Regions from separate parts of the Rattus norvegicus genome. Here region 1 is linked to region 2. Evidence: chromatin contacts called from public Hi-C data. All regions are on one chromosome and are shown on one strand. Each heading gives the region's core, a stretch centred on a gene start, on an enhancer-like site or on the middle of the called end of the contact. The rest is flanking DNA. Distances are from core to core; before and after follow the strand shown. Region 1 holds the start of Etf1 (eukaryotic translation termination factor 1). Region 2 holds the start of Fam53c (family with sequence similarity 53, member C).

The links. A called contact is a pair of places that touch in the nucleus more often than the background predicts.
Region 1: a contact with region 2 is called in a Hi-C map of liver, with 4 times the contacts expected there. The contact joins the promoter of Etf1 here to the promoter of Fam53c in region 2. A contact is called at or near these places in 2 of 12 Hi-C or Micro-C datasets (liver and psoas muscle).

Annotation. Positions count from the first base shown.
Region 1 is chr18:26,800,809-26,806,165 of GRCr8, forward strand. Etf1 (eukaryotic translation termination factor 1) reads right to left here and starts at 4,049. Exons shown (of 11, transcript NM_001008344.1): 1 at 3,966-4,049; 2 at 3,702-3,805. The coding sequence starts at 3,787.
Region 2 is chr18:26,636,425-26,641,778 of GRCr8, forward strand. Fam53c (family with sequence similarity 53, member C) reads left to right here and starts at 2,357. Exons shown (of 5, transcript NM_001427416.1): 1 at 2,357-2,398. Slbpl (stem-loop binding protein like) reads left to right here. Exons shown (of 7, transcript NM_001270416.2): 7 at 1,039-1,270. The coding sequence ends at 1,104. It overlaps LOC108348765 (a long non-coding RNA gene), which reads right to left. Exons shown (of 3, transcript XR_001842084.3): 1 at 2,865-5,354; 2 at 2,048-2,111; 3 at 1,273-1,465.

The DNA of each region.
Region 1 (5,357 bases), core at 2,799-5,298, 170 kb after region 2:
CCTTAGAGCGGACTTTGGAGACTATCTCAAGAGTAACCATAAACAGAGTTGGGAAGGGAATCTTTTACACACACACACCCCCAGCTGGTTATCCTCAAGTACACCCCATACACACACCATACTCAACCTCACTCAAAGGACAACAAAGCAGGTTCAGTGGAACCAACTTCAACCAGATGCTATGAAACAGGGTCACTCCGAGTTCTCCCTTTAGTACTTTGGCCATTTCACAAACAATTCGGCCTGCTGGGCTCAGAATAAATATTAAGACTAGTCCTGTAGCCTGGCGGTGTCAGTGCACACCTTTAATCCCAGTGCTCAGGAGGTAGGTGAGGCCAGCCTGATCTACAGAGTGAGTTCCAGGATAGGCAGGACTACACAGAGAAACTGTCTCAAAAGGCAAAAGAACAACTAAAAGACCAGTCTTGGAAATTTTGAAGAACACAAAAACAGCACATTAGTTCACAAGTTAGAATCTGCATATATTCGGACTACTACACAATTACACGTGTGGGAACCAAAGCTTAGAATAGCCCATCACAGGTCAAATAGGTCTCTGCAGCTTATGCCCATCTTGTTTAACAGTTTATACCATGACATTCAGAACAGTAGGTTATCTAAAACCTCAGCCTTATTACTGTGGGTATCAAATGGTGACATTTATTGTTGTGAATAATAAATGACATGTATTACTCCAAAGTGTCTATGACAAAATGCTCAATAATTTTGTGGTTACCTCATCCTGTCAATGTGTTTTAACTATTGAGTCCATTTTGTGGGTAGTTCTTTTTAAACTATAGTACATTTGGTTATATACCAAAAGATAACCACATATTGACTGAGTAAACTTCAAAATTACTTATTCTGACAAACTGTAAAATTAGTGTTTAGGGTGGGTGCAGTGATAGATAGCAGGTATGAACAAAGACATGCAAATCTGTATGAGCTGGAGGCCATCCTGGGCTATATACTGAATTCCAGGCCAGCCAAGGCTACAGCAAGAATCTGACTCAAAAAACAAAACAAAACAAAAAACCCCTAGCCCCAGAACTTGACCTAAGGTAGGGGAAAGCCATCTCTTCAAAGTTGACCACGCACATACAAAGAGAAGAGCAAAAGTTAATGGGACAGGGGAGGCACATCCTAGACCTACATCCTAATCTAGCCCACAAGTTCCTTTTCATTTCACAGACAATTCTAGGCATCCATCACTACTTTCTGTCCTGTGCTAACTGCAGCTGACAACACACTTCAGTTTTTACTACTGAAGTCCAACTGGAAGACCCCCAGTACTGGTGCATACAGATCCATTCGCCATGCAATTTGTCTTTCAAGCTCACCACAAGTGAATAGTTTAGTATTAGCCAGGCATAGCAGCACATGCCTGTAACACCAGCACCTGGGGCACAAAAGTAGATCAGGAGGGCAAGCTAACTTCAGTCAGTCACACGATGAGTTGGAGGCCAGCTGGCTTAAAAAAAACAAAACAAAACAAACAAACAAAAACACTATTTTTTGGGGTACAAAACACTATGAAAAGCTAAAGCCTAACACAACTCAGAATGAAAACTAAATCTTGCCACTGTACTAAGAAAAAAAGTTCTGAGCCATATACAATAAACTTTTGAGTCCCTGACTTAACACCAGAAATAGACAGAACTTTAATATTTACTATGTGCTCAAGGTGCAACCAAATCCTTGATAAATTAAGCAAAGTAGGACAAAATGATAAACCATATTGTTTAGAATTCCTAGCTATTTTAGACAGCGTAATCCTGACTAAAATATTCTTTAGTGTGTTTCAAACCCCACTGAACTTCTCTAAACTAGAAAATAAAGTTTCCAAAGGCTTTTAAGAGAGCTTTAAAACTTCATGTAGTTAGGAACTAAGGCTAGGAACGAATAAATCTAAGAAAAATGAATGTAGCTTAGTGAACAGTGTTATCTTCAATGTTACTTCACTCAAACAAACAAATTAGTAAGGAATTCAAAGAATGCATTGTATCCAAATTCGAATCCAAGAACCTGCCTAAAAGAAAGCGCCTGGACAACCTACAGGTTCAATTCCAATTTGTAACAATGTTAACAGAAGTAATCCATAAATGTCAATACCCAAGAGAAAGCTTCAAGTAACACAACAGAAGACAGCCTATTGAAACAAAAGTACCTGGCTAATTCTAGGCATCACAACAAACCACGATCTCTATCAACATTCCTAATACAGTATTTTTACATTGGGATTTTTATCTCCATTCTACCACACGTTACGAGTTCCTATCAGAAAGTCTTTATATTCAAGTAAATTTAAAAAAATACCCTAAGAAATAATAATAAAAAAACTACCTTCAAGTTTTTACAATTCATCAAAGGAATGAGCACACTAAATATGTTCAAACTTTCAGAAGTCTAATCCTTAACAGAAATAAGTGTTCCTCACTTATTAAGAATGAAGCACTACAGCAAAACCATAGAGGAATCAACCAGAATCCACTTAAAAAGTTAATGAGCGCAGCGCTAAGGTGGTCATGGTATCAATGTCAACCTATCCACCAGTGACAAACTCCGGCTGAAAACCAGAATGTATCGTTTGTGTGCTAAAAGTGACTTTCTACATGGCATCTGAAGAAAGTCACTCAGTTATAAGAATGCTCTGGAGTGCAGGATTATACAATGTTCCACTTTTAGGGTGAGGATACCCTAAGTAGTAAAAAGTTTCTTAACTGGCAAAGTAACAAAACATAGCAACACATGGTAGAAACACACCTCTGGCACACTTTCGCACAAAACAAACATATGGCTACTTTCAACCTTATTCACACACCCAGGGACACACCTACGAATTCTTAGAAAAACTTAAGAGACTCACTTATAAAAACTTAAGCTCACTTTTTTGAATTTCCACAAGCACTGTTACTCCATCAGGCAACTGGAGAGTGACTGTCCCAAGAAGTTTCACAGAAAAGCCATCAGGGACTCTATTACTTGGATTTCTCTTGAATATGCACCTAACAGATTTGTTAACAAAAACCACCACCACTCCATCCCACACACGCTGGCGTTTTCGGTTTATAGGCGGGTCTTGGAACAGCTAAACCCAGGAAGCTCCGGGTAACTAGAAAACTTAGGGGAAGTCATCTTCAGAGAGGTCTATGACCCAGAGAAATAAAGGGGAGCTAAGAAAAGGAAGGTCTCGTTTGGCCGACTCTCTTTTACACCCTATCAAAACTTCACCCACACGGGACTTTAGGTCTAAGTGGGGGAGGCCATTTTAATGAGGCCTGGCTGAGAAACGTGAAGGGAGAGGAAGAGAGCAAATCAGGGTAGGGCGTTCGGAAGGAACGCCAAGTTACTTTCCCCCAACAAGTACCCAAGTTGGGTAGCAGCACCAGGAGCCCTAAAAGTGAGGAGCTGGATTTAAAGGCCCGAGAAGAGTACAAAAGTAGCAGTGGCTTTATCCGGAGAGAGGGCCGAGTGATCTGAGCCGTGGGAGCCAGGCTCATTACCACCAAGAGGAGTAAGGACTTCTTTTCTGGCCAGCCGCGCCGACCCTCGCCCTCCAGTCAGAGGCTACTACCCAGAGGTCCAGAAGGCGGGAGTTGGCTAGTGCCGGGTTCTCCTCATCCGGCCATGCGGCGCGGGGGCGGCCATCCTGAGGGGTCCGGGATCCAAGAGGGCACGGGGGTGCCGGACGCGGCGCTCACCCGCGGGCCGCCTCCAAGCTCTTAATGAGCTTCTTGATCTTCCAGATCTCCACGTTCCTATCGGCAGCACTGGGGTCGTCCGCCATCTTCTCGCCTCCTCCTCCCTAGAGCGGCCCGGCGGGGCCCGGAGACACCAAGACCACAGAGTTAGCGCCGCCGCTGGGGCAGAGCGGCCCCCTTCTTCACCACCCCCCGAGCTGCCCTCCTCTCCCCGCCCCGACGGCCCGCCGCATAGGGCGCCGGCCTTTCCTACGCCCGCTTTACCTAAGGGCCCAGTCCTGGGCGGTAGCGGCTGCTCCTCCCCGGCGGCGGCTCCGCGGCGGCGGCGGCTCTGACGTAGGACACCGGCTCCCTCTCTCCAGGCAGCTGCATGTGTTGCAATCCGCTCACATGGGGCCTCTGATCTCACTTCCTCCGCCAGGGGCGGAGTGGAAGGCGGCGGGCGGAAGGGAGGGGGCCGGTGCGATGAAGAGAGGCTCTGCGCGCGCCGCGACTTCCCATTGGCTCTCCGCGTCTTTGCTTACAAGAGGCAATCTGATTGGCTGCCTCTGCGGCCTCGCTGCCTTGTGAGGTATCGGCCGGGGAGCGGGAGGTCTCGTCTTCCTTCCGGCCCGGCTCTCAAGGAGGAGGAAGCGGGCGGAATTCCGTGGCTCTCGCGAGCATTTCCCCAGCTTCTATGGGCTAGAATGGGGGTGCTTCTTAAAGGGAGAGAGAGAGAGGGACAGTTGTCGTCTTTCGTTCTTCCCCCTTGACCCGAATGGATATCTGAAGCTCTACGACGCAAATCTAGTTTCTCGGACACGTACGTACGAACGTGAGGTCAACGGCGTTAAAGAAGCGTGGAGGAAACGTCTCAATGAGGTTCAACTTTATCGCTTGCTGACCGAGTGCGGCGGGCTGTTTGTGCATCGTGTCTTCGCGAACAAAAGTTCAGAATCCTGGCGATAGGTCGAGATCAGAAACTTCGCCGATCCTGGAGCCGATCGACTGCTCAGGGGTGAAGAAATGTTTCAGTGCTAACTAATATGGGTTCACTTTGGATTTAGGACTTTTGGGGCTTGAAGGAGTCAGGGGTTGCCTGAGATTGGAGACCCAAGATATCTGAGAGCATGCGTGTTTTGTTCTTAACTGTTGATCGTGGAGGTGGGGAGAATTAGAACTTTTACTTTATGAGTTAAGCTTTCCAATTGTCTCCTTTCGCTTAACTTGGGTGCATTCAAATATTTGACCTCGAAGCAATTACTAGATCTCGTTTTTCTAGGAATAAAAGTGAACAGAGTAAGTAATGAAATCCTAATGGAGTTCACAGTCTAGTTGAGTTTATAATCGCTCGTAATCTTTAGTAGACTTTAGTGTGTTTGAGACAGGATCTTGATGTTGACTTTAAACTCTGACGATACTCATGCCCCAGTCTTCTGAATGATGGGATTACAGGTGTGAACCACTAAGCCCAGATAATTTTTTCATATATTTTTTTTTTGGTTCTTTTTTTTTTTTTTTTCGGAGCTGGGGACCGAACCTAGGGCCTTGCGCTTGCTAGGCAAGCGCTCTACCACTGAGCTAAATCCCCAACCCCTTTTTCATATTTTATATGAAAAAATAACTGCAGAAATATTTAAGTACTTTAGGAACTCCGAGAGTGTATGACAAGAAATC
Region 2 (5,354 bases), core at 1,107-3,606:
CTTCCTCCCTTCCTTCCTTCCTTCCTTATTTATTTTCTATTTTATTTTATTTGGTGGTGGTAGTGAGGGGGTAAGAGTGCACCTTACTCCGTAGTCCAGGCTGGCCTAGAGTGCAGTGCAACCCAGGGTGGCCTTGAGCCTTGGCAATCCTCCTTCAGTGTCTCAAGTGTTGGGATTAGAATTTTGAACCAAAAAGCCTGACTCAGTTTCTTTCAGTGTTTGGCAAATAAGCCAATGCCAACTTAACTTTCACACAGCCATTTAACTTTAGTAAGCATGGTTAGTACTAAGAAGGGAACAATGTGACCTGTGCCCATAATCTCAGCACTGGGGAGACAGAGTCAGGAGCTCAGGGACCAGAAAGCTAGCCTGATCTATATAGTTAGTAAGTTTCAGGACAGCCGGGGTTCACATGAGAGCCTGTCTCATAACAAACAAACAAACAAACAAAACCCCACCAAACCAAGGGGTTAAGAGTCCTCAGTTTTGATATATCTTTACCTACCACTTGGGCAGTTATTTAACCTTTCAGAGGGTTTGTTATTGACAGTTTCCATCTGGTAATTGAAAGGAGAACGGTAATATATATGTTTACTTAAAGCATATAGTGCAAGTAGACATGGTAATTCTTGTCTATAATCCCAGGACCTAGGAGGCTGAGGCAGGAAGAACAGAGTTTAGGGACGTCTCTAGTTACATAGTAGGATTGAGACCAGCCAGAGTTAAATGAGATCCGGTCTCAAAGATAAGCAAACAAAGAATGTAGCTCCTTGCAGTTGCAGGAACCATGTCTCCTTTACTCTTTGTCAAAGGAAAATATGCAGAGCAAAATTAATCTCCACAGATGTCTGTTTGTTGTTTGTTTCACTGTGTAACCCTTTTCTGGCCTCTGCAGTTGAAATGCTGACTGGCTGGCCTGGAAGCAGACGCAGCCTTCTTGCCTTTGCCTCTTAAGTACTGGAATTTTAGATGTGTACCGCTGCCCCTGGCTTCCCACCTCAACTTTTTAATGATTTTTTTTTTACTCTTCTTTTTCAGTTTGCATACTTGAAGGTTCCTGCTTCCTGCCCTCCCCAGCTCAAAGATGAACTTCTCCATCACTAAGTCTGCTGCTGTTTACCTATCCCAGACAAGGGGGGATTCAAAGCATTCACAGCGAACACTTTATTTTTAGGGATTTGCTGCTACAACTGTATAATAATGAAATGACTGGAATTACTTTTTTTTTAATTACCACTTTAACCGATTAAAAAAGAAATCTAAAACTCCATCTGCGCATGAAAGCATTTATTGAAAACTTTTTTTCTCAGCTGAGACCTCCAATTTACCGAAGAGCAGGAACCTCTATGGGCTTTCTTCTCTACTTACATCAACATTCAGGCTATTGAAAAAGGACTTAAAACTTTGGCTGAGGTGGGAGGTGGTAATAGTGGTGTAAACTTAATAAAAAGGTGGTTTCCAGTTCCTGGAGAGGAAATACAGTACTGTTGACATCGGTTCCTCATATGTCAGCTTCCTCCCTCCCTCTGTCTTTAAGTGGTCCAGCCATAATCATCCTGCTCCACCCCCTATACACCCCGCAACTGAACCACCTATGATGTCATAATCACAATCCCATTACCTCATCCTGCTTGGGGGGGGGGCATAAGGAGGATAGGGAAGGGAGGGAGTGAACAGCTTCAGGCCCGCCTCAGCTTTACAAAGTGTTTTGAGAACAAATTATCGAGCAAGGGGACACAGCTCCGCAACCGTTATAAATCTCAGGTTTATAAAAGCTCCAGCAGATCAGGCAGCTAGAAGAGGGGCTCGGGGACTCAGAGCAGGCCCTGACCGGCGCTTGGACTACATTTCCCAGCAGCCTTCACGCCGAGGATCAGTCCTTGCCGGGGGAAGGTGGGGGGATGCTTACAGAAAGGTGGCTGTATCGAAAGGGACAGGAGCCCAGGTGAGAAGACTGTGGCTAATACTGTTTTGTGGCCTGAGTTGAGTCAGACAGTTCAGCTGGGAGGATGGTGTAATGGAAGAAGTGGACAATGGCTTTGTTTACCTTTATCCGACATGGCTTCCCCTATGGGCTTCGTGATGTGCTTCCAACTGGGCCCGTCCACTTTCTACGATATTTTGGAGGGGGGGAATAGTTAGTGAGGAAACCATCCGGTTCCCAAACCACAGCTCTAGGCTTCTTTCCGACAGCACTCTACTGAGAAAGGTTGCGCGAGACACCACGTAGGGCTCGGGCCTCTTCGGGAGGTTCCGGGGGATTCTGCGATTAGACGCGACCCCCTCGACTCTCCTCAAAGACCGGTTGGTTCTTGCCAGCGCCTTTTAAGGGCACCGTGGGGCGAACGGAGCGCTCAGAGCTGCTCCGGCCGCGGCCCAGGGAGCTGTAAGAGCCGCGGTAGGTAGCGGAGGGCAGGTGGTGCTGGGGCCTCGGGGCGGGCACCGCGACCGTCCCTCCCTCTCTCCCCTCCCCCAGTCCAGCCGCTAGTGCGGCGGAGCCTTGCAGGCCGCCTCGGCGGGAGAGCACGGGACCCGGTGGGGGAGGGGGTGGCAGAGTGCATGTCCCAGACCCTTCCCATCCCCTGCGTCCTGAGTTCGCTTCCCGCGGTCAGATGAGGAAACCAGAATGGATACAGGAGAGCGACAGTCTCTCTGAGCAAACCCTGGAGTGCCCCCCCGGGGGCCAGTAGATGCCCCATGCCCCACCCCGCGGGGACAGGCAGGGCAACAGAGGGAGAGGTTGAAGATTAGAGGGAGCCTAGTCGTTTGCTTTTTCGTCGTGGTGGGGGGATGGGTGCACCCCACTTGTCACCCCTATCTTCACTAGAACCATATGGAAGAAGAGCATTCTAATACCCACTTACCGTTTCTTGCATCTCCCTGCCTCGCTTATGTTTTCCTTCAGTTTCTCCCAGAGGTGTGGGACCTGGAGACCTGGGGGAATGCCCCCAGGGGATTTGTGACTTTCTTTTTCCCCTGGCCTGACTGGATCTTAGGTTGTCCAGGTTTCAACACAACCTAAATATCTGAAACGCAAGTGTCAGGGGTTGCTTCCATCCAATAGGATTGGGGGGGGGTGTCTAGTCGTTATCTTAGGGGGTTGTGGTGGAGGGAGATCCTGGGCTGAGAGTTAGGCCTGGTGGGGTTACTGGGAGGGCCGAGCGGCCTGCTTGCTCAGTGAAGGGTTGAGCCTTGTGCCAGTAACATTCAGCTGAGAAGTTTTAACTTGTTTAGTGAAATGTTGAGAGCTGTCTACCTCTCCGATACACAAAATGGAAGGGGAAGGAAGGCCGCCAGAGAGGGTTTCTCACACTTTTCTAAATGTCTGCTTGAGAAAGAGGAGGCCCCTTGCAGAGCTGGTTTGCCTTCTTTTGTGTCCTGGTTTGATTCCTTATGGCTTCCGTTCTGTTGCCCCTCTCAGCCTGGCCTGTTTTAGGAAACCCAGGCTGAGAGTATCAGTTGCGTGGTGGTAGTTGCATTGTTCCAATTACCGCTGTGTGTGGCCACATCCCAACAATTAAAATGCAGAAAAATAGAAAATCACCCTCTTCAGCTGCTCCTGGAGAGGGCTGGGAGTTTGCTGTTTGTCCAAATGCCTCATGAAAAGATTGAAAGTTTTTTCTCTCCCTGCTCCTCATGGCTGGTCAGCTTAGAGCCTGGGGTCTCTCTAGGGTAAATTCTCCACTTAGTTCCCTTCTTGTTGGTTTTTTGAGGGCAGAGTTAGAAAATAGGAGTAGAAGTGATTCAAGCTTCTTTGCTTCTCCCACCAGAGCACAGCACAGGGGAAGCAGCTGAAGGGAGTTCTCAGGAAGCTGGAACTTTGTTCGGAGTGGTAGTAATAATTATGTGTGGAAACGATAGTTAACTATAGTGATGATTGACGTCTGCGCCTTTCTTCCAAAGAACGCCATATGCATCATAAGGAACTTAGCTCTTCTCTGTCATGTTCTTCTGATACCCTCTTTTTTCTTTTTTTTCTTTTTCTTTTTCTTTTTCTTTCTTTTTTTCTTTTTTTTTGCAAGGGGTGGGCTTCTCCAAAAGGTCACAGGAGGAAGAGCCCTTAGGCTCCAACTCAGTGAGCAAGTGAAGGAGGTTGGCATCTGGCCAGAGAGAGCCACATAGCTTTCGTCATTGTAGTGATACCACCTCTTTAGGCATACCAAGGCTTTGAAGAACAGCAAAGGGAGAGATAAGAAACAACAGTCTGTGTGAACTATTTTATATAGGCCAGTTGGTAAGCTATTTTGATATTTCATGTGGCCTCATTCCTGTGATAGAGTAAGATCGTTATACCCATTTTATGTATGGGCAAGCAGGAACGTTATGTGCTTAGTCAAAATTGCCTGAGCAGAGTGGATTAAGACTCGGTGAAGGTAGCAGCATTTTCTTTCCGGACTGGCCTTCAAGAACTGTTAGGTTCCTGTTTTCACTGCCCAGGTGCTGGGATTACAGGCGTCTGCTCAAGAGTTAGCTGTCTTAGTTGATTGTTTTCTATACCAGTTAATGCTCCATATACTCTGGTCTTGCCTGTTGGTCATTTATGGGAAGAGGTAGAAAAGACATTGTTAACCTCCCCTCTGCTTCCCTCTTTGAACAAAGCAAAAGTCCCTTAGGTAGGTAATTGGGGTTTAGAAGCTGCTCAGATTAAAAATCAGTTTGCGGGTTGGGGATTTAGCTCAGTGGTAGAGCGTTTGCCTAGGAAGCGCAAGGCCCTGGGTTCGGTCCCCAGCTCTGAAAAAAAGAACAAAAAAAAAAAAATCAGTTTGCTTCAGTCATAAGGAAGAATCTTTGTTAATTATATCCATGGTCTTCGAGTGGGTTCATGAAAAGAAAAAAACTTGGTTGGATGAAGTCATGAGTTGTTTTTAATATCTGTAGAGTTGAAATGTGATTGTGATTGGAACTATCTGACTACCTGACCATTCTTTCTCATTGGATAAGAGAATAGCCAGCAGCATCTACTGGGAAATAGCAATATATCAGCTGTTCATTTAAAATCCTCTTTATCCTGATCTGAAACTGAAAGCCCAGCCCTTGCTCCTCTCTCTGTACTAAACCCATGTGGTTTAGAAGGGTTTCTTTCTTGGCTTCTGGCTGTAAGATAAAGAAAATATTGTGTTAACTCAGTGTGGAAATAACCATTTGGGCATCTCTCTCATTTGAGCCGTTTTCTAGGTGGTGCTGATATTCTAGGTAGACACAACAGAACTTAAGCCAGGTTAGAAATGGTAAGTAGGTTTCACTTTGCTTGCCAACTCCAGTTTATTTTACTGGATATCAAGAGTGCCAAGTTCAGAGTGTTTCTGAGGCTGTCTTTAAGCTCACCAGGAAAGTACTATGATCGATTAACGATG